7 separate regions of the Mus musculus genome follow, and regions 1, 2, 3, 4, 6 and 7 are each linked to region 5. The links are chromatin contacts, called in public HiChIP or PLAC-seq, capture Hi-C and promoter capture Hi-C maps. All regions are on one chromosome and are shown on one strand. Each heading gives the region's core, a stretch centred on a gene start, on an enhancer-like site or on the middle of the called end of the contact. The rest is flanking DNA. Distances are from core to core; before and after follow the strand shown. Region 1 holds the start of 2310033P09Rik (RIKEN cDNA 2310033P09 gene). Region 2 holds the start of Guk1 (guanylate kinase 1). Region 3 holds the start of Trim11 (tripartite motif-containing 11). Region 4 holds the start of Fam114a2 (family with sequence similarity 114, member A2). Region 5 holds the start of Zfp692 (zinc finger protein 692). Region 6 holds the start of Zfp39 (zinc finger protein 39). Region 7 holds the start of Arf1 (ADP-ribosylation factor 1).

Evidence for each region. Promoter capture Hi-C pulls out the DNA fragments that hold promoters and counts their contacts. HiChIP or PLAC-seq counts read pairs in DNA pulled down with a chosen protein or histone mark. Capture Hi-C pulls out chosen DNA fragments and counts their contacts.
Region 1: a promoter capture Hi-C map of neutrophils shows a contact between it and region 5, with 4 times the contacts expected there. The contact joins the promoter of 2310033P09Rik here to the promoter of Zfp692 in region 5. A contact is called at or near these places in 6 of 39 promoter capture datasets (cranial neural crest, embryonic stem cells, hippocampal neurons and 3 more), 4 of 484 Hi-C or Micro-C datasets (CD4 T cells, cortical neurons, embryonic stem cells and 1 more), 6 of 115 datasets of contacts at active chromatin or transcription factors (astrocytes, embryonic stem cells, forebrain and 3 more) and 1 of 9 other capture datasets (adipose tissue).
Region 2: a promoter capture Hi-C map of embryonic stem cells shows a contact between it and region 5, with 2.6 times the contacts expected there. The contact joins the promoter of Guk1 here to the promoter of Zfp692 in region 5. A contact is called at or near these places in 4 of 39 promoter capture datasets (cranial neural crest, embryonic stem cells, frontonasal cranial neural crest and 1 more), 4 of 484 Hi-C or Micro-C datasets (the N1E-115 cell line, cortical neurons and embryonic stem cells) and 6 of 115 datasets of contacts at active chromatin or transcription factors (astrocytes, embryonic forebrain, embryonic stem cells and 2 more).
Region 3: a promoter capture Hi-C map of neural stem cells shows a contact between it and region 5. The contact joins the promoter of Trim11 here to the promoter of Zfp692 in region 5. A contact is called at or near these places in 11 of 39 promoter capture datasets (the 3T3-L1 cell line, the C10 cell line, cranial neural crest and 7 more), 13 of 115 datasets of contacts at active chromatin or transcription factors (acute myeloid leukemia, bone marrow-derived macrophages, embryonic hindbrain and 7 more) and 2 of 9 other capture datasets (embryonic stem cells and macrophages).
Region 4: a contact with region 5 is called in a capture Hi-C map of macrophages, with 10 times the contacts expected there. The contact joins the promoter of Fam114a2 here to the promoter of Zfp692 in region 5. A contact is called at or near these places in 5 of 39 promoter capture datasets (the C10 cell line, cranial neural crest, liver and 2 more), 2 of 484 Hi-C or Micro-C datasets (LSK cells and bone marrow-derived macrophages), 5 of 115 datasets of contacts at active chromatin or transcription factors (astrocytes, bone marrow-derived macrophages, extraembryonic endoderm stem cells and 2 more) and 3 of 9 other capture datasets (adipose tissue, liver and macrophages).
Region 6: a promoter capture Hi-C map of pancreatic islet shows a contact between it and region 5. The contact joins the promoter of Zfp39 here to the promoter of Zfp692 in region 5. A contact is called at or near these places in 6 of 39 promoter capture datasets (the 3T3-L1 cell line, the C10 cell line, cranial neural crest and 3 more), 1 of 484 Hi-C or Micro-C datasets (B cells), 10 of 115 datasets of contacts at active chromatin or transcription factors (T-cell acute lymphoblastic leukemia, astrocytes, bone marrow-derived macrophages and 5 more) and 2 of 9 other capture datasets (embryonic stem cells and pancreatic islet).
Region 7: an H3K27ac HiChIP or PLAC-seq map of extraembryonic endoderm stem cells shows a contact between it and region 5, with 7 times the contacts expected there. The contact joins the promoter of Arf1 here to the promoter of Zfp692 in region 5. A contact is called at or near these places in 7 of 39 promoter capture datasets (the C10 cell line, embryonic stem cells, hippocampal neurons and 3 more) and 5 of 115 datasets of contacts at active chromatin or transcription factors (embryonic forebrain, embryonic hindbrain, extraembryonic endoderm stem cells and 2 more).

What each region holds. Positions count from the first base shown.
Region 1 is chr11:59,207,023-59,210,868 of GRCm38.p6, forward strand. 2310033P09Rik (RIKEN cDNA 2310033P09 gene) reads left to right here and starts at 1,339. Exons shown (of 7, transcript NM_024210.2): 1 at 1,339-1,651; 2 at 1,798-1,843; 3 at 1,947-2,029; 4 at 2,106-2,178; 5 at 2,286-2,371; 6 at 2,951-3,082; 7 at 3,205-3,714. The coding sequence starts at 1,407. The coding sequence ends at 3,322.
Region 2 is chr11:59,190,680-59,194,517 of GRCm38.p6, forward strand. It overlaps Guk1 (guanylate kinase 1), which reads right to left and starts at 1,273. Exons shown (of 8, transcript NM_008193.3): 1 at 1,072-1,273. The coding sequence starts at 1,132.
Region 3 is chr11:58,976,059-58,979,925 of GRCm38.p6, forward strand. Trim11 (tripartite motif-containing 11) reads left to right here and starts at 2,035. Exons shown (of 6, transcript NM_053168.2): 1 at 2,035-2,586. The coding sequence starts at 2,182.
Region 4 is chr11:57,516,362-57,520,102 of GRCm38.p6, forward strand. Fam114a2 (family with sequence similarity 114, member A2) reads right to left here and starts at 2,283. Exons shown (of 14, transcript NM_026342.3): 1 at 2,212-2,283. Mfap3 (microfibrillar-associated protein 3) reads left to right here and starts at 2,304. Exons shown (of 3, transcript NM_180599.1): 1 at 2,304-2,351.
Region 5 is chr11:58,304,468-58,308,687 of GRCm38.p6, forward strand. It overlaps Zfp692 (zinc finger protein 692), which reads left to right and starts at 2,602. Exons shown (of 12, transcript NM_182996.3): 1 at 2,602-2,789; 2 at 3,045-3,294; 3 at 3,506-3,537. The coding sequence starts at 3,119.
Region 6 is chr11:58,902,898-58,906,544 of GRCm38.p6, forward strand. Zfp39 (zinc finger protein 39) reads right to left here and starts at 1,328. Exons shown (of 5, transcript NM_011758.2): 1 at 1,218-1,328; 2 at 1-10. The coding sequence starts at 1,220. Gm12257 (a long non-coding RNA gene) reads left to right here and starts at 1,449. Exons shown (of 4, transcript XR_879896.2): 1 at 1,449-1,618; 2 at 2,392-2,598; 3 at 3,010-3,647.
Region 7 is chr11:59,226,727-59,230,903 of GRCm38.p6, forward strand. Arf1 (ADP-ribosylation factor 1) reads right to left here and starts at 1,541. Exons shown (of 5, transcript NM_007476.3): 1 at 1,447-1,541.

The DNA of each region.
Region 1 (3,846 bases), core at 89-2,588, 900 kb after region 5:
ACTCAGGGAGATTTGACAGAATAGGATATGCCTATCTCTCATGAGAACAGAGAGGAAAGAAGTGACTTAGGGGAAAGAATAGGAGAGGGCAGTTTACTGGGACCATTGTACAGAGACAGGTTGCAGAGAAAGAACAAACTAGCCAGGTGAAGACAGAACGAGCCAGAAAATGAGCCAGAGATTAGAACATAATACCAAAGGTCGTATGAGGCCAAGCAGAGCAATTCGGGGGAAGCTGGAAGAAGCCAATTTGAATCATTCAGTGTGGAGGAGTCTGAGCCAGAATAGCTGAGTTGACCACCCAGCTAGATAGAGTTCAGAAGAGCATTAAAGGGTGAGCTTATTCAGCAATAGGTCTCAGAGGTTGAAAACATTCTAGGCCAAGATAAGATTGTATGGAGGCTAGAAGCTTCCAGGACAAGGCCTGGGTTAGCAGACAGAGGCGGTAAGCTTCAGAAATGACAATTACATCAGGCAAATAAAGGATACGTTTCCACTTTATTGTGCAGCTCCCCTTGGGACCATCCATTCATCCCGAGTATGATCTTGTTCTGAGGAATCTGTCCCAACTGTGTCCTCTAAAGCCAGGCCATGACCTCAGGGCTCATACCAAGAGCCTCACAAGCTGTGGCAGGTACTCAACGTGTTCAGGATGAAGACATAAAAATGAGGCTGTCTTGGTCTATTTGGGATGCTAGAGAGTTCCAGGATGGGTATTTTTTCAGACTAGGGATGAAACCCAAGACCATCATGTTAAGCAAGTGATCTGTCATTAAGATGTAGCTCAGTTTCTGTTCATTTTGAGGCGCAGCCTCAGTAAATTGCCCAGTAAAGCTTCACCTGCAGAGAACACAGATCGCTCTGGTTTAGGGATGCTTTGGCTTTCATGTCACATACGCATATTCTGTCACCCAGAGCATGGAAGAGTGAATCCATGTTTCTTTGGTGACTTTATCTGTCCCTCTGTTCCGTGAAGGTTTGCCATTATTTAACTTAGTTTCAACAGTGACCCGGGACCTTTGGAGTTAGCATTCTTGGCTTTCCAGAAAGCAAGGGGCCGGCCCCTCCTGGTGTCACTAAGGTTTTGTAGTGTCCCCTTCCACCGAGATTCCTTCACACGAGAGTTATCAGGTGGGATAGCACAGCCGCCTTTTTGAGGAGCTATTGCGCAGGCGCACGTGGCACTAGGATGAAGGATGCGCCAGAGAAGCCCTGAACGCCCTTTAGAAAGAGGATCTTGATTGATAAGGCCCTCGGATACGCAGTGCGCAGGCGCACGGGCACGTTAGCGAGAGCGCAGGCGCGCGCGGGGGCGCGAGAGTGACGTCACGGCGTGCGTCCGGAGTGCTGCGGGAAGTCCGACTAGAGACCGCGGGTACTGAAGGCTGTGCAGTGGCTCCAGCGCCATGTTCGGCTCCAATCGCGGTGGCGTGCGTGGCGGACAAGACCAGTTCAATTGGGAGGACGTGAAGACTGACAAGCAGAGGGAGAACTACTTGGGCAACTCGCTGATGGCGCCAGTAGGCCGCTGGCAGAAGGGCCGCGACCTCACCTGGTACGCGAAGGACCGCGCGCCGTGTACCGGCCCGAGCCGTGAGGAAGAGCTGGCAGCCGTGCGCGAGGCGGAGCGTGAGGCGCTGCTGGCCGCACTGTAAGTGCCTGGTCTGCGGGGCGACCGCAAGCCCCGAGGGCGGGATCTGGGTGGCCCTGGGGCGGGGCTGGATGTGGGCGGGGCACAGGAAAGAAGGGGACCGAGGGGCCAGACCCTTGATGAGCATTCCTGACCTTTGCTCGCAGTGGTTACAAGAACGTGAGGAAACAGCCCACCGGCCTGAGCAAGGAGGTGAGTCTGAGATATGGGTTCGAGGTCCGCGGGGTGGTTGGGGGGGGGTGGGGGGGTCCGTCTGTCTCGGCCTAGAACCTCCTATCTTACCCTGCTTTCGCAGGACTTCGTGGAGATCTGCAAACGGGAAGGAGGAGACCCCGAGGAGAAGGGCGTGGACCGGCTCCTGGGCTTGGGCAGCGCCAGGTTAGGCTAGTTGGGGAGTCCAGGGTAGGCCTGGGCGGTGATTGAGAACTGTCCTCAAATGCTCTGTCCCCTGCAGTGGCTCCGCGGGCCGTGTGGCGCTATCCCGAGAAGACAAAGAGGCTGCCAAACTTGGGCTGTCAGTGTTCACGGTAAACCCTGTCAAGCCCAATGCACAGGATCCTGGGGTTTAGAGGTGTCTGAGATGTGGGGCAGGATTCCCTGGGTGTTCCTCACCACGGCTACTCATGTCATACAGCACCACCGTGTGGACAGCGAAGGCCCAAGCACTGCCCCAACTGCTCCCAGGAAGAAGCCTCGCGCTGAGGACAAGGTCGAACCGGAGTAAGTTGAGTCTGCCTCCCTGTGCATAAAGGGGCAGACTGCCTTAGCTCTCTTAGTTTGACTGAAGTAGGCGGACCTCCATCTCTGGGCTGGAGTCTCAGTAGCTGCCATAGGTGACCCAGCAGGGTGACGCTCAGGACCATGATACTGGCCAGTTTGGTGGGAGGTGCTTGTGGGGTGGGCGGCACACAACTTTCTTTAATCCCAGCATTTGGTAGACAGCAGGCTGATCTCTCAGAGTTCTCACAAGCTGGTACGTGTGTCTGGTTACTTCTACTTTTGTGTCATCTCAACTTTGTACCTAGGTAAAATAGTGAGTTCCAAGCTAGACAAGGCTGCATAATGAGAACTTGTCTCCAAGGAGAGAGGAGGCTCACCAGGTTGGCAGCATTCCAGCACTCATCTTTGTGGCCATGGAGCCTAATAAGCTCATTTATAAATATGAACTCCCGACATGTAGATATTATCAGTGCACAATGGATCCTGTTCTAGTCTGCCTTTCCCTGCTGGGTGAGACTACCCCACAGTCGAGTAGACACGAGTCCTTCAAGCTCGGATCCTTTGTATTGTTTCTTGCAGTGCAGAGAGCCATAAGAAAAGCAAGAAAGAAAAGAAGAAAAAGAAGAAGAAACACAAGAAACACAAAAAGAAGAAAGACAAAGAACATAAGAGGGAGGCTGACAGCTGCTCCTCATCTCCCTCTCCTCCCCGGTAGGCTAGGCCCAACTCTACCTGGGACACTAAGGAAATGGGAGGCAAAGCTAGCCAGGCCTGGTGTGGTGCTTGGCAGGGTGAGGGACCCTTTAAGTGTCTGGTTGTCCTTGTCTTTGTAGGCCCAGACACCAGAGACATTCTGACTTCTCTCCCTGCTCTAAGAGGAAGCGGGAACATAGCCAGGACAGTGGAAGGAATCCATCCCGCAGACGACAAGACAGAAGCTCTGATGACTGAGAATGGCTACACCAAAGGACACCAGAGCCCTGGATGCCAAGTAGCTACCAGCCCACTCCCTACCTGCCCAACTAACTGTCCCTCTGTGGCTGGGATAAGGCAGGTGGCTGCTCCCCAACAGGATCCTGAGCCAAGCTTGCTGGATCTTAGGATCTATCTTGCCATTTGGAGGCAACTACTCCAGGTCATAGAGTGGGTCCTGGGTTACCAGTCTAGTGGTTCTAAGAGGGTAGTGCTCTTGCCTTGTCCCCCTGCCAAGGAGGATCTAACTGCCCAGGAGACTGTCTCTGCTGCCACAGGCCAGGCCCTTGAGGTTAGGGTGCGTGTTACTGATTACTCCTTTTTTGTGTGTGTATCAGCCCACTTTGTACTTAAGTAAATGTATTTTAAAAGTAGAGTGTATATTATCTCGCTGAGGACAGGTTAGGCTGGGAGCATGGGGCCCCCTTCCAGTATATATTAAGGGAACTGGGTCTAGGGACCAGAATCCTGTCCTTGAGGCTGCCTTACAACCATACAAGTGG
Region 2 (3,838 bases), core at 23-2,522, 880 kb after region 5:
ACAACCACATGGTGGCTCACAACCATCTGTAATGGGATCTGATGCCCTCTTCTGGTGTGTCTGAAGAAAGAGACAGTGTACTTATAGATAATAAATAAATCTTGAAAGAAAGAAAGAAAGAAAGAAAGAAAGAAAGAAAGAAAGAAAGAAAGAAAGAAAGAAAGAAAGAAAGAAAGAAAGAAAGAAAGGAAGGAAGGAAGACAGACACCATCACATGCAATCAGGGAGGATGGGGACAGGACAGGATGGGACAGGGAAGATTAAGTCCCAACCAGAAGAGTCAGGGATACAAGAAGCCTTGCTCATATGGCTGCCTCCCAAGAGCTCAACCCTACTCTAACTTTCCTTCTTTGTCGCCTGGGCTCTTTCCTCTCACATCCCCTTCTGCCTTTTCTTTTCCAATTACATCATGTTTCCTGGATATTTTGTGTTTGTCAAGACAGACGAGAAAGGGAAACAACTTTAGTAGTCGCTTTCATAACTAGCCTATGACCTCCTGCAAGGTGAACTGAAGGAGCACCCACAGAAACAAACTGCATTCTTCTTTCTCTCCTTGGAGCCTATCAAAGGCTGACCAGTCATTTACTTGCTTTCTCCCTCTCTCCTCAGATACCGCGGAGCTAATGTCACCTGCTCCACCTCCAGGCACCACCAGAACGAACCCCGCCCACTTCCACGTTGGATAAAACGATGCCTGAGAATAATAAGCCCAAAGGCAGATTAATATTTTTTTCTAAAACAAAACAAATCGGGACAAGCCAAATCCTAATAGTCTGCAGGGCCTGCACCATCTGCAGGCACTGAAGTCCAACGCCCGCAATGGCTCAGGAGTAAAGCCATGTGCTTGAGCCTACCCAGGACGCCGGCTGGGTAGGGAACAGAGGAAGAGCGCAGACTAGGCTCATGCTGCACCGATCTGCTGGTGGCTGGGACTCCGCGTGCCCATCCCTGTCGTTCTGGGGTCCCGAGAAACACGTTCACCCGGCATCCCCACAAGATGGAGACGGCACGCAAGGGAAATATGCTGCCACAAGTCCCACTCCGAAGACAACCAGCCACCAGCGCACTCACCGTCCGCGGGGACCCGACCCAGGGCGGCCACCGCCAGCCCGACCAGCGGGCGCCGCAGCATCAGGGACCGCCCGCAGGACTACGTCACAGCGGCGCGCCGGCCCACCGGAACACACCGGAGGGCGGCATGGCTACGCACACCGAGTACGCAAAGCACCAGCGCCGGCCACGTCCCACCTTTGCCCGCTGACATTACGTCTCCCTCGCCGGCCCCACCTACACCACATTAAATCCCGCCTTGTCACGGCCCCCAAGCGACAGCCACACCTCAGCCCAACGGGGGGGGGGGGGGCCGCGATGATGCACAGGCGCACTGCGCGGTTCTCCCCGACGACCACGCCCACTTCTCTTCGTTGTTTCTTCTCCAAACTCCGCCCTTTTCCGTACCCTCCTTTCTTTCCCTAGGCTCAAACCCTACCAATTTACAAAGACCCTGAGAGGAACACATCAGAAGTCAGCTTCGAATCCGTTTAGTTACATTTTCGGGTTAGCCGGTTAACTGTTAAATCATTTCAAGAGGCGGCTAGCACGTGCTATTTATTCTTCCAGAGGACCCAGATTCAGTTCCCAGCACTCAGGTTGGGCAGGCGCATCACCTGCACTCATGTACTCTTACCCAAACACATAGACACATACACCTAATTTTAAGTCTTTTAGTTTTTTAGATAGGGTCTTACTATGTAGTCTTGACTGTCTGGAAACTCCCAGAGAGCCATCTACCTCTACCTCCCAAATGCCGGTAATAAAAAGATGTATACCAAGGGAAGCAGAGGCAGATGGATCTTTGAGTTCAAGGCCAGCCTTGTCTACAGTGCAAGTTCCAGGACAGCCAGGGTACACAGAAAAACCCCATCTCAAACAAAAGTATGTACTATTGTGGCTCCCCAAAGTATTTTTTAAATAAGTTACTTCAAGAAACTGGAAGGCAGGGGCTGGTGAGATGGTTCAGTGGGTAAGAGCACCGGACTGCTCTTCCGAAGGTCAGGAGTTCAAATCCCAGCAACCACATGGTGGCTCACAACCATCCGTATCGAGATCTGACTCCCTCTTCTGGAGTGTCTGAGGACAGCTACAGTGTACTTACAATAAATAAATAAATAAATAAATAAATAAATAAATAAATAAATAAATAAATAAATAAACAAACAAACAAATAAATCTTAAACAAAAAAGAAAAAAGAAAGAAAGAAACGGGAAGGCAAAGATCTCAGAGAATGCTGAAGTTGTCTTTAATTCAGGAGATAAAAGAAAAATAAGCCCAATGTGGTGGCACACACCTTTAATGTCAGCACTTGGAAGTAGAGGTAGGCCGACCTTTAGAACATTCAGGACAGGTTCCATTTACATAGTTAGCTCTAGGCCAATCAAGGTTACATAGGGAGACCCTGTCTTAAATAAAACAAACTTATTAAAGAATTGCAGTAAAGTGGGCAGCACAGTTGAGTTAAGTATCAGTTCTTTCCAAAAGCTTTTTTTGGAGAGAAGTCCTGAGCTTCGAGGTGATCTAGAGGGGCAGTGAAGGAAGTGCACATGAGATTCCTTGGAAAATGTACTGACTTTATAAGAAATATCTTTGCCTAATTTTACTCTTAAAAATATTACACAGGGGGCTGGAGAGATGGCTTAGGGGTTAAGAGCGCCGAGTGCTCTTCCGAAGGTCCTGAGTTCAAATCCCAGCAACTACATGGTGGCTCACAACCATCTGTAATGAGATGATGCCCTCTTCTGGTGCCTCTGAGGAAGCAAGGAAGGGAGGGGAGGGGAGGGAGGGAGGAAGGAGGGAAGGGGAGGGAGGGAGGGAAGGGGAGGGAGGGAATATTCTCTAGGAGGGTGGAATGGATCTGGTCTTGTCCCACCACTATAAGGCTGTGTTGAGACTGTGCCCTGCAGTCTATGGAAGGCTGAACGGAATGGCTAAGACTGCAGAAGTGGTTGTGAAGAGCAGAGCACTCAGGTTCTTTGTTTTTAATTTAATTGGCTTCTCTTAGGCTGAAAGGCAAGAAGAATTTGAAAAGATTTGGAGAGAGAGGGAAAACTCAAGACTGGGCAGGGAAAGAACAGAGTGAGCAGAGGTAAAAGCGCCAAGCGCTGTAGGTCGGGACAATGGTGACCAAGGCTCAACAGCACTTCCCATCGTGTGACTGCTTGCTGCGGGTGGCCCGTCCTCCAGCATGACTTATCACAAGCAGCATGACTCTTTGCCAATGTCCTTTCCAGGTCTCAGGTCCCAAAGACACTCAGGACAAATGGCTGTGGTGCCTGTTAGCATACAGAATGCATGCTAACCACAGGCTGTCTCAGCATGCCAAGTACCTGGTACAGACTCCCTGGCTGGCATCCTGGCTCCCTCTGCTCATCTCACCCCAGCCCCCTACCCTAAACCTCTCTTTCACTTCCCTTCCCCCAGTGTCTCTTTCCTATAAAGACTTTCCATCCTGCCATGCTCTCTTGGTTCTCTGATCTTGTCTCTTGGTCTTCTCTCTTGTCCCCCCCTCCTCTTCCCTCCTCCCTCCTATATAACTGTATTTGGGGGGAGGTTGTTTTGTTTGTTTTTGTTTTTGTTTGAGACAGGGTTTCTCTGTGTAGCCCTGGCTGTCCTGGAACTCACTTTGTAGACCAGGCTGGCCTCGAACTCAGAAACCCACCTGCCTCTGCCTCCCAAATGCTGGGATTAAAGGCGTGCACCACCACTGCCCGGCTATAACTGTACTTTTGGCAATTTTATTGGGTTCGTTTTCCTACCACCCTTCTCTACCCTTCTCTACCC
Region 3 (3,867 bases), core at 785-3,284, 670 kb after region 5:
ATGGCCGACACCATCAGCACCTCCATCCTATTTCACTGCCCCACACGGAAGCCTCATCTTTCCACCTCAGCCATTGCAATTGAGGGCCAGGCTTTAAGATGGCTGGCATCAAATCTCTCCATTTGATTGGAATTATATGATTTTTTTGTGTGGCCCAGTTATTACATATGGTGAATGTAAGCCATAGCTCATTACTGCTTCCTTAAGCGTTCTAAAATCCTGTGCTTCTAGAAGTTGCCATTCAAATTCTTGATAACCCTGTGAATTTCTTTCATCTCCTCCCAATTCCTTTATCAAGTCTGGAAAATCATTTTAGGTTTTTTAACAGATGTAGACTGCCCTTTTCAGTCTTGTTCCAAGGTGGTACTGAATGTTTTAGCCTTCTTTCCCCTGTCTATCTCAGTATCTTTCTCAATTCTAATTATAATTTTTTTTCTAATTTTTCTCCTAAGACCCATCTCCATTTTTTATATTTTCTTCTTCTTGTAGCTCTACTATCTTAGTATTTTCATTTTTATTTATAAATCTTTCCAATTTCTCTTCTATGACCTGTCTTCATTTTTCAGATATCTTTCTCGTCGTATCTCTACTACTTTAGAGTTTTCCTAATTTTTATTTATATTTTTTTCTAATTTTTCTTCTAAGGCCTGTAACCTACATCTTCCAGTCTTCTCCTTATCTAAGTTTGCTTTCTTTTGATCTCTCTTTAAAAAGATATAGAAAATTTGTTATCGTTACTGAAAAAAATTATTTATATGCTGATAACTATAGCAAAAATTATACAGACTCTAGATGCCCTGTGCCACTGAGTTCTTTCCATTTTTATCATAGAAGATATTTTCCCTTTAATCTCTATCTCCTTAAAAACTTCGATTTACCAACTTAAACTATATTTGTCTACGATGTTTTATATTTAGTCTCTTTCCTCTTTTATTGTTTTCAAACTTAATACCTTACCGGTTCAGAAGTTTGGGGCTTTTTAGTCCCATAGCCGCTGCGGGAAAATGTTCCTTTTGTTCTTTAGTGCGTCTGCAGGCTCCACAGACCAGCAAGTGTCTACGGTGGCTAACTTCAACCCCTCAGCTCAGTTCAGGAGGCTGCCCCCATTGTTTCCATCTTTCTGCAGGCCCTTCCGACCTGCTGCTCGAGAATGGCTTTAGGTCTTTACCTGCAGCCACCGGCTGAAAGCCAGGCCTATGTGCCCCAGCTCTGGATCGCAAACTGCGCTTGGTTCGTGCAGCTCTGAGAAGCTGCTCGCCTGCGGGCCACGCCAGAGGCTCGTGGCCGGCCGCTGCCTGACTCAGCAGCCGCGGGAGTGCTAGACCCGGGCCGCTGCAGACGCAGGCTGGAGTGCGTTCCGGCTCGCTACCCAGTTGCTTATAGACGGCCGCTCAAGCGCTCAGCCCGCCGCTACGGGAAATCTTACGGGAGAGAAGCCGTGCCTGGCTTTCTAGTTTAGCACTCGCTGTCCACAACTTTTCTAAGTTGCTGGCCCCAGCAACGTCAGATACACTCGCGGCAGAAGTTGTGGCCGCAGACGGTCACCACCATAAGCTTTGACTGTTTCCTGATTCGTGCATAATCATCCCGTTATTCTAAGTTCTGCCACACGTGGCTGGTTACCTGGTTCTCAGTTTTTGCTGCTATCTCCATCAGCGTTCTGGGGCCAAACTTGCGTCGGTGTCGATCCCGGCATCCACCCCGGCCCCTCTCTTTTCCAGGCATCACACCTTCTAATTTCCTGCCTAAGCTCACTGGCCATTGTATTGACCGGAGAAAGGTTTACACAGTGCACAAGAGATTAGCTACAGAACCCATGGCCAAAGTTTGCAGCATCCGGATCTTGGGGTGCGGGGACACCACCTGCGGAGACTTGTCACCGCAAGAGAGGCGAAAATGCGATCTCTTGCACTATAATTCGATTCCGACCCCGAGCCCCGATACACAGCGGCCAACCCAAGAACAAACGGGTTCTAAAAAATAATAAAAACTAGCTTCCTGCTTCCGCTGTGGTTTCTCTTCCGGCGGAAGTCTGAGAGCTTAGTGCCGGATGTACCCACTACCCAGGAGGCTGAGAGTGCCGCTACCTGCTCCTGGCCCGTTCCCACTGCGCTCTCGCGGCGGAGTTGCCCGATCCCGGTGCACCACGAAAAGCTCGATCCAGGCGCAGACGCCAGCACCATGGCTGCCCCAGACTTGTCCACCAACCTCCAGGAGGAGGCCACCTGCGCCATCTGCCTGGATTACTTCACCGACCCGGTGATGACCGACTGCGGCCACAACTTCTGCCGCGAGTGCATCCGACGTTGCTGGGGCCAGCCCGAGGGCCCATACGCGTGCCCCGAGTGTCGCGAGCTGTCGGCGCAGAGGAACCTACGGCCCAACCGCCCGCTCGCCAAAATGGCAGAAATGGCACGACGCCTGCACCCGCCTTCTCCGGTCCCGCAGGGCGTCTGTGCGGCGCACCGCGAGCCGCTGACCACCTTCTGCGGCGACGACCTCAGCCTGCTGTGCCCCATCTGCGAGCGTTCGGAGCACTGGACTCACCGGGTGAGACCGCTGCAGGAGGCGGCGGACGACCTCAAGGTGCGTTCCATTGGGTGCAGCCGGCCAGTGCCCGGTGCGAAGGGATGTCCCGTTACTGCCCTGCCCTGAGTTGAGGAAGTGTGAGTTACAGTTAACTTGATCCTGTGACGGGGTCGGGATTGTAGCCTGTCTTATTCCAGGATGAGATGCACGTGCATTCTGGGGAAAACCGGGTGTTGGTAGTCAGTCCAGACTCAGCTTGGAGAGCTTGTGAAGGGGCCCGCTGTCAGATCAACAGTTTGGCCTGTGTCAGAGTTGATACTCTGCCAGTGTGTCCCCATCACTGCATGAACTTGGGTGACCAGAATAAACCAGGCACCAAGTCTCCTTTACTTTGGACTTTAGCACAAAGGTGAACTTATAAACTTATAAACTTAAAAAGCTTATAAACAGAGATCGTCCCAGTAATTTTTCATTTCGTTTCGTCCATACCCGGTTTACCGATGATTGGTTGGCAGGTTTACCCCCCTGCCACCAAACCCCTTAATGGTGCTGAAAGAGACCCACATCTCTCCACGAATGACATGATAAGCCCTGAAGGGACAACACTAAAGCTGCTCTATTGCCAAAAAAGAAAACCTTTGTCCTCTGTCCTGTTAAGTTCACTGTCTGAACAACAGACAAGACAGATCAGCTTAAGTAACACTAAGTTTCTCTTGCATAGGGGTTCACACAAGAAAAGAGAAAGAAAAGCTCAGAGAAGCAGTTACCCTTAGGCCTTTTATCCCAAAAGGTGTGGAGTTACCAGAAAGAGACCTTGTGAAATAGGAAATGATTGTGAAATAGGAGGCTGATGGCAGAGAGGGTGTCTCCCTCCTGCAGAATGGATGCTCTGTCTTGCGTACGCTTAGGTATCTGTGGCTGTTCAGCACAGGAGCAGGTTTGGGTGTGGGGGACACAGCCTGCTTTCTGGTAACGCCAGGAAATGGGCAGATAGCTCTTCCCTGTGACCAGTGGGCCTGCAGTGAGCCATCCCTCCACTCACTAGAGTTTGGGAGGGGTTCTTTAGGCCATGCTGGCCTACGTGGTCCTGGTGACAAGTTCACTCTTTGGCTCTGGGGCCATGAGTGAGTAGTATCCAGAAGAGAACCAAAGAGACGGAGGAGGGATTACATCGGCAGGAACCAGGAGCTGAGGGGAGAGCAAGCCCAGGCCTATCCCAGGGCCTCCTGGGCTCCACTCCACTCTCACCACACCCAGGGTAGGAAGTCTGGGTCATTACCTAACCAGTGGTAGGGTTGCATGTGGCCAGAGCTCGAGGCCTTTGCCAAAGTGTGTGCA
Region 4 (3,741 bases), core at 1,033-3,532, 790 kb before region 5:
TTCAATCCCAGCACTTAGGACGGAGGCAAAGGCAGACCTCTGAGATTTCAAGGCCAGCCTGGTCTACAAAGTAGGTCTTAGGACAGAGATAGCTACATAGTGAGGCACTGTCTCAAAACACACACACACACACACACACCAAAACTTAAAGAATAGAGAAGACAGTCTAAGCATCAGAGAATGATTCATAAAGTGTACCTAGAGCAGTGATCACAAACTGGAAGTCTGTTAGCTAACTACAACTTACAGGGGTTTTTAATTAGTCCACACTGTTTAAACCTTTTTTTTAATTAGTTGCTAACATTTAAAGTCTCATCTTCCATAGAAACAAAATGACATTTCTAGGTCCCCTTGTAAAAGATAATGCAACAGGGACACTTAAGTAGGTAAGACCTATCTGGTGCCAAATGGCTGCTGAATCCTTTCGCATTTGAACAGCATTCTCTCATACTCTAGTATCTCCAAATTTATAGTATTCTTTTATAGTAATCCAATTAGACCATGCATGCATCTGTGTTTGTAATGTCTACCTTAAATATGCTTAAGATTTTAACGAATGAAAATGCCAATGAGATAAAGAAAAGTTCAGGCTTATGACAGTCAATCTCAGTTGCCAAACTGATATGCCTAGAACCACCAGAGAGTCCTCTGGGCACATCTGTGGAGACTGTCCTGCTGAGGTTAACAGACTCGGGAAGACCCATCTACTGTGGGTGGCACAATGACAAAGGCTGGGATCCTGGAAGGTGTCAAAAGGAGAAGCCAGCTGATGGCAAGCATTCCCTGCTCTCGGCTTCTAGACTGTGGGTGCAAAGTGACCAGTTTCCTACGTGACCTTCCTGCCACTGGACAAGCGAACTGTGACTCAGAATAAGATCGCCTTCCTTGTTTCTGTCTGGGTATCTTATCACAGCAACAGGAAGGTAAACAAACAAAGGGTATGGAGACAGCACAGAAGAAAGGTCAGGGAGCCATGATATAATCCCCTAGAGTCATGTCTCTATTAGGGAAGAAGCAAGGGTGACAGGCTAGAAAGGTAGACCAAGAATATGCTGCCTAGTGTTCTCCCTCCTCTCCTCTTCTTTTTCTGCTGCCATCTTGTCTCTCCCTCCCAATAAAACCTCTTCCACGTGAAAAAAAAAAAAAAAAAAGGTGTTGCCTAGACTCTATGGGTACACGATATGCATATATTAAACTGTCCCAAAAACTCATAGAAAAAAAAAATTCCATACACAAGTACCAATTGCCATGCAAACTAACTCAGAAAAATAGAAAAATAACTCGTTTAACTTATTCATGGCAAGAACCTTTTGCATATGGACCCAGTTCTGGAGACAGAGAAGATATGTAAGGCAATTTCTGCCCCTGTCAGTCCAAAGGCTGATCTAACAAAAAGACACCGACATGCTTGCCCAAAGTTCAGAAGGTGTTCTTGCAGCTGTATAGACACTGTTTTAGAGCTACCTTTTTCTTCTTTCTCCGAGTTACAACATATAATATATAGTCTCTCGATTTGCTCTATGTAAGCAAATAGAACGCACATATTGCATACGTTCATTTAAATTTTATGAAACTAGAACATTCCGATTAGTAAACTCCAGCTGTCCCTATTATTTCACTTGCACAATAGAGATTTTAATAAGCATCGAGGACGTGCCAAGAGTTTAGGCTGAGTCAGGAGACAAGATTCGTGAGTGGTGATGTCCCTCTCCACCGTTCCTATAAGTAAGATTAAACACATACCAGACATACGGAATTGTACTATTTAATGTTTTCCGGGTATGGTTTTTCCTGATTGGAGGAGAACAATCCAGGTGACTGGAGAAGTCAAACAAGGCGCCTCACAGTCGAGACACAAATATGCCCAGAGCACACGCGTGACCATCGCCTTTACCCGGAGGCGGCGTGGCTGGCGTGGCTGACTAGCTGGAAGCCGAGCCTGGGGTCAGCGCTGCCGCCGGTCCGTGCGACAGGGAGCCCCAGCTGCAGGCTGCGGCGACTCCCCAGCTAACGTGGCGGGTCTCTCGTCTCCGCACGTCCGCACGCAGGTCCCACCCCCAGGCCTCAGGTAAACAAGCTCTCCAGCCCTTCGGCCGGCAAGCCCACCAAACATGGCTGGAAGCGTTGCAGCCCCTCAACCCGTGACCCCGAGACCCCCCAGCCTTCGCCGCCCTCACCCGGAAGCCCCACAACCCCGACACCGCCCCTCACCGCGGCCACCGCCGCTCGCTCGCCGATCCGACCCGACCGTCGCGGAAGTACTCCTGACCTCAGCGCGGAGGCGGGGTCGCCGTCGAGGAGTACTTCCGGGTCAAGCATCCTCTAGGGCGGAAGGCGCTGACTGCAGAGAGGTGAGTGAATCCGCTGCTCCGGTGGCTTCCTGAGAGGTAAAGGATGCTTGAAGCTGGACACGGGGGATGCCAGGATGTCCGCCCTCCGTGAAGGCTGGGTGTGGGTGTCGGGGTTCCGCCATGAGGTATTTCCAGAATACTCGAGGGCCAGCGACGATCCGGGACACAAACTGGGAATTCAGGGCGGGCCCTGCTCTCAGCTCACTGCAAAGGTGGTGAGGAAGGGAGACCACCACCATCAAAACAACGGAATCTGAGGGGGTAGTTAAGTGCTTTCGTCCAAGTTTAAATGCGGTGATGGAACGGAACTGAGTGAGGAAGTGAGAAGGGGGAAGCCTGCCTGTAGGGAGGAGGAGTAGAGGTTTTGAATAAATAGTAAAGGGAGACGGGGGGGGGGGGGGGGGGCGGAGAACTTGGGCACTGGGTCTTTGTGAGGTCGGTGACCAGGCGTTTGACTTAAAATTTGGAACTCGATGGGAAGTAATTGATAGTTTCTAAGCAGGAGAGTGATATGCTTTTGATTTGTAATTTTAGATGTGCAGTGCATCGCTTCATTTGTCCCTGGGCAGTTTATCCAAGAAGACATTAAGCAAAATTGTGTTAAAATATGGGGTGGGGGGGGCACCTGAAACCCTAAAGACTTGCTTTCGAGTGTCTCGCTGTTGTGTTGTGTTGGTGTATAGCTAAGTGGGAGTGCGTTTGCCTGTCATGTGCAAGACCCTGGGTTTGATCCTGAGCACAAAAAAAAAAAAAAAAAAAAAAAAAAAAAAAAAGGAACAGATTCCCCTCCTCTGTTCAATCCCTTACATCAGTGTTCAGATGTAACTGCCACTTCCTAAAACCCTTCAAATGTTTGACTTTACTTTCAATAGTAATTCTTTACATTTCCGTATGCTGATATTCTCTACGACCTTACTAAATGCCTGTTCCTTTGAAGATTTGCAAGTTCAAGGCTAGCCTTGGCTACATTGTGAACTCTAGGCCAGCCAGAGCTAAGTAACCACATCCTGTCACAAACAAAAACGTCTGGTCCAACAAATAAACCAGAAAAAAGATTTCTTCTGGTTTTCTTTTGTAAAGGAAAAATGTATAGGAATGTATCTTGGGCCACTAGTAACTGTCTTGTCTTTTACATGTTGCCATTAGTATTATAGTGACAATTCTGAAAAATTTTGGTCTTAGAGTCCATTGCACTTAAACTTACCAAGAATTTTGAAGAGTTTTGTTTAAATAGATTACTACTGCCAGTACATTCCATTTAAGAAATCAAAACTACTCTCAAAAAAAGAAGTAGCTTTAAAATGGTAAGTCACTAAATGATAACTGACATTTCTATAAAGATTATTTTCCAGGTGAAGTACTGGCACAGGTCTGTGATCCCAGCATTTAG
Region 5 (4,220 bases), core at 1,352-3,851:
ATATATATGCATTTATATATTTTATATATTAAATATATTATATATATTTTATATAAAAATATATTTTTATACATTATATTATATATATATATATATATATATGGTGTGTCTGTGTGGGAGTTTGTGGGTACAAGTGCAGTAGTGCAGTACAGAGTCCAGAAAAAGGTGTTGGATCCCCTAGAGCTGGAGTTAAAGGTGGCTGTGATCTGTCTGGTATGAGGTCTGGCAACCAACTCTGGTTGTCCACAAGAGCAGTAAGCACTCTGTACTGGCTAGTTTTGTGTCAACTTGACACACCTGGAGTTATCACAGTAAAAGGAGCTTCAGTTGAGGAAATGCCTCCATGAGATCCAACTGTAAGGCATTTTCTCAATTAGTGATCAAAGGGGAAAGGCCTCTTGTGGGTGGGACCATCTCTGGGCTGGTAGTCTTGGGTTCTACAAGAAAGCAAGCTGAGCAAGCCAGGGGAAGCAAACCAGTAAAGAACATCCCTCCATGGTTCTGCATCAGCTCCTGCTTTCTGACCTGCTTGAGTTCCAGTCCTGACGAACTTGATGATGAACAGTAATGTGGAAGTGTAAGCTGAATAAACCCTTTCCTCCCCAACTGCTTCTTGGTCATGTTTGTGCAGGAATAGAAACCCTGACTAAGACACACTCTTAACTGTAAACCCATTTTTTTTTCATGAAGATAAGTTTTTTTAAAGTTTAATTTTACTTTAATTCTCATTTCTCTCTTTCTCGTAGCCCTGGCAAACTTGATATGCAGATCAGGCTGGCGTGGAGCTCATAGAGATAGACCCATTTACCTTTGCTGCTGCTGCTTTTTTTTTTTTTTTTTTTTGGTTTTTGGTTTTTTTGAGACAGGGTTTCTCTGTGTAGCCCTGGCTGTCCTGGAACTCACTCTGTAGACCAGGCTGGCCTCGAACTAGGAGATCCACCTGCCTCTGCCTCCCGAGTGCTGGGATTAAAGGCGTGCGCCACCATTGCCCGGCTCTACCTTTGCTTCTTAGGTGCTGGGATTAAAGTGTGTGCCACCACATGTGGTGATCATCTTTAAAAATAAAAATTATTTTGTGCGTACATATCGTGTGTGAGCATCAGTGCCATGCCTCGTGTCTGTGGAGACCAGAGGACAACTTTAGAGGCCATTCTCCCCCTTCCACCCTAATGCTGGGTTCTAGGGATTAAACTGAGGCCCCAGACTTGCTCAGCAAGCATCTTTCTCTGATGAGATGCCTCAACAGTCTATGATGATCATACTGCATGCTGAAACATAGTTTCACCAAACATCCGTGTTCTAACTACTAGAATATGTGAAAGTTGCTTTTTTTTTGTAGCCAACACTTTGCAGTTATAACTGTTTGAGGTGTTGAAATGGGAGGTCCTCTGGATTACCCAAGTGGACTGTGTTTGAAAGAAGAGGAAGGGTTGCACTAGAGCAAGGCTGTGTGGAGTCAGAAGCTTATGTGATATGGCCAGAAGTCCCAGAACGCTGGTCACCACTGGAAGATAAAAAAGGCAAGGAGAAAACTCTCTTAGAGCTCTTGCTTGACCTGTAGCCCTGTTCAGCACTTTGGTGCAGACCTCCAAAACTGTAAGCGAGTAAATTTCTGCTGTTTTGAGTTGTCAAGTTTGTAGTGATTTGCTACAGAAAACAGTCAGTAGTGCAAGTGACTTGGAGTGAGGTTTGAGCCCTAAGGCTGTTCATTGTGGACTCCCTTGTGCCAGGCACTTGTAAATTCTTTATAAACATGAAGTATATTAAGCCATTTAACCATGGAGAGTCAACTGGGCAGTCAAAGGAGTCTGGAATCCCAAAAGGGTAGCCAGAAACATCAATCAATGGGTGATCTAATTACATCACCCCCCCCCCCCCAAGAGCATACCTAAAAGAGAGGCTTGCCAGGGACCTGAGCCTAGTCCATTCCATCTTTTGGTAACAGAAGGATCTAAGAGAGAAGAGGATCCAGCCAAGCGGGAGAAAACCAGGAGCAGACAAAGTCTAGTCTGACAGTGAAGTTGAGAAGAAAGTGAGATGAATGTGTGGCAAGAGGAGAGAGCTAAACTCTTCTCCATTCTGGGGCAGAGAGGCAACAGAATTGGTCACTTCATTTAGCAACATAGAGAGGTGCAGGCCTTTAATCTCAGTACTTCAAAAGTGGAGGCAGGAGTCAAGGCTATCTTGGCTACATGGTGAGTTTGGACACCAGCCTGAATTACATGAGACCTTGTTTCAAGCAAAACAGAAAATAAAAAACTTGTGCCGTTGACAAGTGCCGTTGCAGTCTCTTGATAGAAATAACTCCATCAGAGCCATTTGTAGACGATGTGAAATCAGAGTCTGTACAAAGTGTAGGCAACTTCTCGTGTGGATGGTGGCAGGTTATAGGTTGCAGCTGGAGGGTGGTCTCGCGGTTCAGAAAGGACTCTAGTTGGCTTCAGCTGGCGGATGCTGCAGCTCGCGTTTGCTTGGTGGCAACTGATAGGCAGAGATGCTAATAGAAGGAGCAATGACGACAGAATCCCAGACAGTCGTTCAGGACTAAGGCTAACTACAATTCCCGGCAGGCTTTGCACGGGGCTCCCGGGGCGCAGGCGCAGACAGCTGTCTTCCCGCTGCAAGTCCAGGCCGTAGCCTCCTGACGCCGAGGGGGGACGGTTTCTTCTTAAAAGAGAAACAGCGGCGGCGCGCGCGGTGGGCCCCGGTCCTTCTGTGGCTTTCGGAGTGAGCACGCGGGTCCGGGGAGCGCAGGCGCAGTTTGGGCAAAGGCGGGTTGGGGCGTGCAGGTAAGACCCCACGAGGGTTGGCCCGGTGTCCTAGCATTGCTGGGTGGGCTTCCCCTGCATGGGAGGCAGGGAGAAGGCCAAGGCGCGGCTGCACGCAGACCTGGCCGCCTCCAGACAAGGAGAGCAAGTTTCCAGTCTTTTCCCCCTGCCTGCGACCCCCGTGTTCCAAGTGTCCTCCCTGGCTCTAAGAAGGGGTGGCTGGATCCGAGAGGCGCGAGCGCTGCGGAGGCACTATGGTCTCCCCATTCATTGCAGACGGAGCGAGGGGCTGTGTCTGTCCCGAAAGCCCCGACGACGACAGCACGTTCCTCCCGTAGGCCCGCACGTCTATGGCCTCTCCGGTGGCAGACGCATCCCGCCGCCGGCGGGAGAAGCGCAGGCAGCTGGACGCGCGCCGCAGCAAGTGCCGCATCCGCCTGGGCGGCCACATGGAACAGTGGTGCCTCCTCAAGGAGCGGCTGGGCTTCTCCCTGCACTCGCAGCTCGCCAAGTTCCTGTTGGACCGGTTAGGGGCCGGGAGGGACCAAGGAGGGCACCGAGACACAGCCCCAAGCCGGTTCCTACAGCCTTGGGTTTCTCGTTTGGGCAGGGTGGGCCTGCTCCTCCCCTCCTAGCCCCAGCGAATGGGAGGTCTGTAGGGTTGGCCCTGTAAGTGTGTGAGTGCGGAGACTTGAGGGTGGTTGGCTCTGAGCTGACACCAAGCTCCTCTCTGGCAGGTACACTTCTTCAGGCTGTGTCCTCTGTGCAGGTAGGTAAAAGACGTTAACAGGTAGTGGCGCCTCCTAGAGACTGAATGTCTCAAGAGAAATGGATCAGAAGCTCCTACTGGGTTCGGGAAGAGGACAAGCCCAAAATAAGCCTGCTGCCATGCCTGTGGGAAAGGAGCTTTGCCTTGGGACCTTTGGGTGTGTTTGTCCCGGCTCTAAACCAAACCAAAACAACAAACAACTGTGCATCTAGGTTGAAAACAAAAACAAGATCCCTTCAAACTCTTCAGGGGCTGAAGCAATGGCTGGGTGGTGTGCTGCTCTTGCAGAGGAACCCAAATTCCTTTCCTTCCTAGTGCTCATGGCAGGAGGCTCACTGTGTGGAACTCTAGCTGCAGGGAGATCCAACATCCCTGGCCTCCAGGAGCACCTGCACTCATGTGCACACACCCACAGATATACAAAGCTAATGACAAATAAAATATTTTTAAAAGAATGCTTAAAAAAAGAAAAAACCCAATGTCTGGGCATGGAGAGATGGCTCAGCAGTTAAGAACGTTGACTGTTCTTCCAGAGGTCCTGAGTTCAGTTTCCAGCAACCACATGGTGGCTCACAACCATCTGTAATGGGATCTGATGCTCTCTTCTGGTGTGTCTGAAGATAGCTACAGTGTACTTACATACATAAAATAAATAAATCTTTAAAAAAGATTAGAAAAAAACA
Region 6 (3,647 bases), core at 78-2,577, 600 kb after region 5:
GCAAGTTCCTCTATAAAGCAATGTTGGAGATGCCATGTGAGTGACTTAGAGCCACCTCTGTGCCGGACACACTGCAACCACACATGAACTAAAGCAAAATTCAAAGGAACAACACCCCACTCTCGTCTCCAGCAAAGGAGTCACTGTCATCTTGTGCTCTTGGCAAATGCAGTGCCCCCAGTACACAATTCAAACTTTCTGCTGTCATAAAAGTAAATGCTGGAAAATGCTTCAAAACAATTGTTAGACAATATCACAACACACCAAGTACTGACACAAGCTTTGCTATACCATTTACAGTATTTATAAAAACTTAAGTTTCTTCCTTCCACATGACATAGTATTAGAAAGACACTTCCAAGAGTATCAACTTGAAACTTATAGATTCCGTGGTATATAATGTAAATTATAGCTACAGACCAGTCAAAGAGGCAGGAATTCTGACTTGTTCTACTAACTGTTTTGAGTTCTATTTGAGATTTTACGATGTTAGGGGAAATGGGGATTTTAAATGGAGTTTGAAATTTTTCTGTGCCCCATTGTAAAGAAGGGCACAGATTCTTTTGATACCCACAGCCACACTTAGGACTAACTTCCTACAACTCTGCCCCACCAGTAATGCAGGGGTTAATCTACTCATGAGGCCAGAGTCATTGGAATGTCACCTTTGGAACGGCCCTCACACAGCCAAGAGTGTGTTTTTAATGTAGGCAGCAGTCAATCCCATCGAGCTGACAGTTGGTTACCAAGTACATACACTTCACAAATAGGTGTCTCCAGAGCCATAGGGAGCAGATACATCATTACGGCAAAGGACGTGAATCCAGTGTGGAAGAGAGAGACGCTGCACGTGCTCTCTCACTACACTCTCCACACAAGCCAGTACAGTAAGAGCCTTGCTGATAATGCGGAGGCCAGGAGATGCCCCAGCCCAGGCTCACGCCACACCTCAGGCTGCTCCAGCATCCAGGGCTGTCACTGCTTGACAGTGAGACACCGGACACAGCAGCTGTGGCACCGGAGTCTGGACCAAGAGAAGAGTGCGGCTGAGGACAAGTGTCCCTGCAGAGTCAGGGAGTGTGGCGGCTCAGCCACGTCAAGACCTAGGGAGACAGCCTGTGGGCTCAGCCCTGCATAGGCCTCGCAGAGCCGAACCGCCTGCACAGGGCAAAGCGGAGGAAACCGGAACCCTGCCGGTTCCTGCGGGCAGCACTCACCATGGCGCCCCCGTCCGCCTCCGGCAGCTGACTGGCCTGAGGCACCCGGACACCCCAGCTCAACTGACCGATCAAATGTAAAGATGGCGCGAGACAAAGCCCCCGCGAACTAGCGAACCCGCCAAGGCCCGCCCCTGTGCCCGGGCTGCGCTCCTGATTGGACCGCCCCTCAGTCCCCGCCCCATCATCGTGCCTTGATTGGCCACAGATAGCACCAATCGATGACTTGAGAAAGGCAGACTACCCCAAAAAGTGGCTGCTGCGAAATATTTTCAGTTTTGTTTTGTATTTTGTTTTTCAAGACAAACCCACGCTGGCCTCGAACTCATGGCAGTCCCTCTGCCTGGGCTCCAAAGCGCTGAGATTACATGAGTTGACCGCTATGCTCCCCTTGTCCGAAGGTAAAGCTCACTCCAGGTGGATGACGAGATTAGCATTTAGTTCATTATGTGAATTATGTCATGTGAATTATGAACTGTACATAGGAATATATTATTCACAAATGTAAAGAAAACGATGACAATTATTTTTAAATTTCAAATAACGTTTTCTTGTGTATGTATGTGTGTGTGTGTGTGTGTGTGTGTGTGTGTGTGTTTTGTCTTTGATCTTTGGCCCCAGAACTTTTGAATAGAGAAGCTGACAGAAATCAAATAGAAACTATCTGTTAACGAGAATGTCAAGTACAAATAAAATGTGACACACATTGTCATTTAAATTTTCCTGGAATTCACATTGAAAAATTAATCTGACTGTATTAATAGGAAATATAAGCCCCTCAAAGAGCACCCAGTGGCCAGGCCCTGCCCCTGAGGCCCTCCAACCACTAGGCTCCACCTACAAAACGTTCTATAGGCCAAAACTGCAGGTTAAGCTCCGCCCCATAAGAAAAAAAAAAAAAACCCTTAAGCTCAGAACTTCAAATCTCACCAACCCCTGAGCTTGCCCCAAGATCCGGACTTCAAATCCCACCAATCCTCATCCTGGAAAGCTCTGTGCCCGCCCCCTTCCCCAAGAAACCCCTTAAAAAGTCCACCTCCAGCTCCGTTGCTCCTTGCTACTTCTTTCCAGAGCAGAGGCAGCTACCTACTTGTGTTTTGTCCGAATAAATCTCTTGTTGTGAGGTTTGTTGTGTGGTGTGACTTTGTGCTGTTCTTTGGCTCCCATCTGCCAGGACACTTTTCCCCTCGGAACTGTAACATTTATGGTGTCCTGACCTGAAGAGGCTCCTCCTCCTGTCTGTGCACCCCCTTGGGGTCTGAGCCATATTGGGACCCATCCTTCACCTCCAGTCCATCTGCAGCAGACTGGCGTTCTGACTCACGGATAGCTCAGCGCCTCCCCTCTCAGCCCCCCAGGCCCCATCCACCAGCGGCATTAGGTAAATTTCCCATTCGGTCAGTTCAAACACTTCCCTGAGTCTGCGGAAGTGGCTATTGAGTTATTTGGCGCCCCTCTGGTACTCTTGGAGGCAGAGGTACCCCCCCACACCCCCAGCCACGGTCTTTGAGGCTACGGCTGGCTCTCTTCACCTGCCCCCTCCTCCTGAGAGCTACAATCTTGCAGTGTTTAGGCCCACAGGAGCTATTGGGCCCCTTCCTGTCTTCTTTCCCTACCTTTCCTTCAGAGCTGATCATAAATACACAGCCCCTCTAGGGCCTCGTAGCTTTTGTGACCCTGCTTCTGATTCTTCCCTGTGGATGAGACAACTCCCCTCCCCTCCCTCTAGAGTTTAGTTCTCATCCTCACCTTTGGGCTGCTACAACAGCCCTGGTACTAAGTCTCTCCTCAGGTTTCGCCAGGCTAAGCCCCTGGCCCCTGTTGGATGTGCTGACAACCCACTTAACGACTTGGTCCTCCTGGCTTGTGTCTTCCTCTGGTCCTCCCTGAATCCTGGGGATGCTTGTGACTACAGACTACGGTGACATTTTTCCTTCCTACCCCCTCTCTTATCCATGGGAGCAGTATCGTTCGTACCCTCTCATTCCCCCTCAGCACCCGAACTGAAAAGCCCTAAACTTGTGCACCTTTGCAGTAAAACTTGACCTCGATACCCTATCTATAATCTATCAAAATGGTCACCTGATAGCACCCCAGATGCCGATATTATTCGATATCCACAACTGCTGTGAGCAATCAAGGAAATAGAGAGAGAGATTCTCTCTGTCCAAGATTTCTCTCGCCTCCACTCCAAGCCTTCTCTCTGTTCTTCCGGTTCCCCAACTCAGCTCCTTCTAGCTATGAAGTCTGGACAAGATGATGCCTTAACTACTTTTGATGCAGCTAATGTGCCTGCCCGCAATCAGTCTCTACCCACAGCTCCCTCTCCTTCATCCCTTTCGGTTTCCCTTTCTCCTCTCCCAGTGACAGGTCATTTGGGGCAGTGGGCTGCTCACAGACAGCCTGGTCTCCAAAGGTCTGGAACCCAGG
Region 7 (4,177 bases), core at 291-2,790, 920 kb after region 5:
TGGCCCTTACACCACACAACTCTCTGGAGAAACAGAGAAACCAGGTAGTAACACAGTGCATCAAATCTCATAGTTTAGGCTATTTCTGCTAGTGCTGCTAAAAGTTCAAAAGTGAGGACACTATAGTCACCTATGTCAGGCACTGTGGATACTGGCTAAGACAGAGGAGAGACACGAGGCCAGCACACAAAGCACCATGGCACCTCACTAGTCTTCTGACAGACACGGCAGAAACCACCAGAATCAGCCTGCAGGAAAAACTGCTGACCACTAGTTGTGAAACAAGAACTACAACAGAAGACTCCAACATGGGTTGTGGCATCAACTACTGGGCTCTCCAATGACTTCTGGGACCAAGAGCAGCTGACCCTTCCTTTCCTGACAAAGCAGCCAGTTGCTGTTTGAATGGGAGAATTCCTTCTTGATGTGAACAGAATCCCTAGCATTTTGCATTTGTTCTATGTAGCTAGACCATACAACATATGTAGCTACCTACACTACAAACTGACATGGCACGACCACCCTAAATGGACAGCCAGAATTGTGTACTGGACCTGGTCTCTGTACCTGCGGACTGCTCAGAGGCCGGGAACGGGTTATTCCATGGGCAGGTTAAAGATTCTCCAATTCAGAATGGCCTTTCTAATCCACCCAAAAGTGCATAAAGGAGCCGGTCAAGAGGCGAAACAAGGCTCAAACCCCTCCGGGGGCCATCGGCACCCCAATGCAGATCTCACCGACGATATTCGGGGCCCAAATCACGGCTAATTGGGGATCACAGTGGGTATTCTGGTATCCCCCGAGATCCGCAAATGCGCGTGTTAAATCCCAGCACCTGGATCCGCAGTTCGGAGCCCCTGTCCGACACCTGTCCCTTTCCCTTCCCCCTTCCTACAACTTCGGTCCTCCAGGCCGACAGGAACCGGACTCGAGAGACAGAAGAGGAAGACCTCGCCACCCGAGTGACCTTGACGTCGTCTCGGGGCCACCCGAGCCTCAGTTTCCCCAAGCCCGCGGTTCATGCCGTATCTGAAGCGGCCGGCTAGCCTTTAAGAAGGAAAACCCCGTGACCCCCCGAACCCTGCTCCCCGCTCCCAGGCTCTCGGGCCGTGGAGCCTAGGAGAGGCGCAGAGAGGAACAGCAGGAAACCTGGCTTCCTGGAGAAGAGCCGGCGTCCTGGCCGGACTTCCGGGCTGCGGCCCGCGGCGGGCGGCCAGGCAGGCGTAAGGGCCGCGGAGTGGGGGAGGGCCAAGCGGCCGTGGGCGACGCGGGACTCCGGGGCGTCCCGATCCTCTGTCCGGCCTGCCGCCGAGCTCACTGAGCATAGACCTCAGGCCGCCCGACCGGACTCGGTCCTTAGCAGCCGCAGCTGAGCGCCCCCTTGACTCCCACGATGACCAGCCCGCGGCCTCCCCAGTTTCGGCCTCAGCGCGCCCCGCGTCTCACCTCCGCGGCGGCTGCTCCCAGCCAGGCGTTGGTTTCGCTCCCACAAGATGGCGGCGCTGACGGCAGCCACGTCAGCGCCTGCCGCGGGGCACGCCGGGGGAAGAGGGCGGGCACGCAGAGGGCCCCGCCCCCACACGGATGGCGCTTGCGCGTCTGCACTTTGTAGCCTTCACGGGGCGGAGCCGAGGTCGCTCTGTTTCCGGATCGGGTCCCGGGCTAGCACTCTGGCTCCCGGCACTAGAACGAGCAAGGGTGTGGTGTATGGAGTTCCGTGTCCGCCGGCGCGTGCGCACGCGCGCCTTCCTGCGGAATTCCAGCCCATTCCGCGGATGCGGGGGTTGAGGCCAGTAAGCGTTCTAGAGCGCCAAGGTCAGAGTGGGAAGGTCGTGTCAGCCCTAGGAGGTGTAATGTCCTTCTCACAGTACCCCAGGGTCTCTGATATTCCAGCTGGGCCCTGGAATTGAAGAGAATGATGTGACCGACAGATGGCCAAAGTGGGAAGAGGCGCAGGCCAAATGTCAGACAAGCACCATGTCTCCACACTGGTCTTGGACCTGTGTGCACGCTCAGAGCTGACTGAGAGGACCAGACACCTGCATGGGCATAGCACTGCCTGAGAGGCAGTGATGGGGTGGCCTCCTTCAGGGTGCAGGTGAGGAGGAATCCGTTAACTCTCCCCATCGATGCAGGAATCAGGCCCAGGCTCTGTCCTCCCTATCCAGTTCTTCCACCCCGTGTGCTGTTGGGAGAAGTCCCACAGGTAGGAGATGTTGAGGGCCCTGGGAGATTCTTTTGAGCCTGGAGCCCTATCTATTGAGTTAGCAGGAGACAGTTCTGTTACCAGGGCCTGCTTCAGCCACTGTTGTGTCCAGGCACAGGGTACAGGGCATCCTCACTGTGTTTGGGGGTTGAGACCTCCAGAGCTTTCTCCCCAGAGTTGTGGGTGCTGAGCCTGGCAGGATTCGATGCAATAGTCACCTTCTTGACCCTAACACATCCCTTTCCATCGCTCAGGGCTCCATTTTCAAATGCTGCTTCTGTAAACGTCTATGGGGGTGCTTGCCTGTTCTCTCTCACCCTCAACACACAGCAAGTGTTTATACAAAGCCTTGGGTGTCGCTGCCTGCCACCAACCCTGGAGAAATGGCAGGACATCTCCTGAGACCTGTGATTCCAGCCATGCCAGAAGCCTGTCTTAGCCTCATGGATAAGTCGACAAAGAGATGGGGTGTCCAGAAAACCGCAGGCTAATAGTCAAGAACCAAACTCCCTTTCTGTACCTAAAAAGGCTAAAATTATGAAAAAATGGAGACAGGGTGGTAGTCATTCTGTTTATTGTAATGTGACCACTGTACATTGTAGTCCCGCTCAAAACATCACTCTGTACCCCGTAAATAATTATTTGTGTCAGTTAAAATTTTAAACAGCCTTTGTAGATATTTAATATCCACATGTGTAATGGATGATACATTTGAAGTGGATACCTACCTAGGCAGGCTCTTCCTACCTCCCCAGGTCAGCTGAAGCCACAGTGAAATTTTCATATTGCACATGAACTTTGAATGTTAAATTGTATATTCACTTAAATATATATAATTTTTCAAGATTTACTTATTTTATCTATATATGTGAGTGTCTATAAATATGTATGTATACCATATGGGTGCCTGGTGCCCAAAAAGTCCAGAAGATCCATTGGAACTGGAGCTACTGATGTTTTGAGTTACTATGCAGTTTCTGGGAACCAAACCCAGTTCCTCTACAAGAGCTGCAGTGGACTTGACCACAGAACCATCACTCCATCCCCAAGTGTGTATTAAAAAGGAAGTTGGACAATTGAACTGAAGAAACTCTTCATACTATTGTCACAGAGGACCCAAGCTCTGTTCCTAGCTCCCAACTGCCCATAACTCCGGTTCCAGGGACTCTGAAGCTTCTGCCTCCACAAGCACGTGCATAAACCACACACAGTTAAAAAAAAATCTTAAATTTTTAAAAATATTTATTTTTTAAAAAACAAAATCTTTAAAATTTTTAAAAGAAATAGAAAGCCAAAGAAACTTTATTTTGTGAGGAGGAACTTAGCAAATTGAAAAACAATATGGAGAGACAAGATGGGGTTTATGTAAGATACAGTTTTTTGAAAATGATAAGACAGATTGCTGGATGCCTACTCCCAAGTGAAGAAACTTACTTCCTTCTTTCATCTGTGCTTCTGCTTTGAGCCCTGTCCCAGTGGGGTGGCGGGGGCTTGAAAACATATGTGTGGGAGCCCTGAGTGGGCATGACTAGGGACAGACCCTACCAGGAAATAGCAATTGCTCGGGTAAACTGAGGCTAACTCTTCCACAAGGTTGCTTAGAGACCAGGAGTCCCTTTTCCTATCTGAGGTCCCTGGATGGACCAGCTCTGGCCAGGAGGGGGCGAGGTGAGCTGTGACTGAAAGAAGCTGTCCGTGTGGCTGTCCAGGATCCTTCCGCTACCTGTACTAGAAAGCTGGGAGTGCCGATGGCCTCAAACCTCCACTTCAGCTGATCATAGGCCAGGGAAAAGTCCAGGGCCTCTTCTGTAGACTAGTCTACTACGAGGTTTACTCCTAAGCACCTAGTCAGAGGCGTGGATCTCCAGGGGCCTGGCCTCCTGGTTTTGTCAGTTGCTAAAGAGACAGATGGACTCCTAGAGTAAGACCAGAGAAAGGAGGTTCAGTGAGGTGAAAGGAACTGTGTGTGCC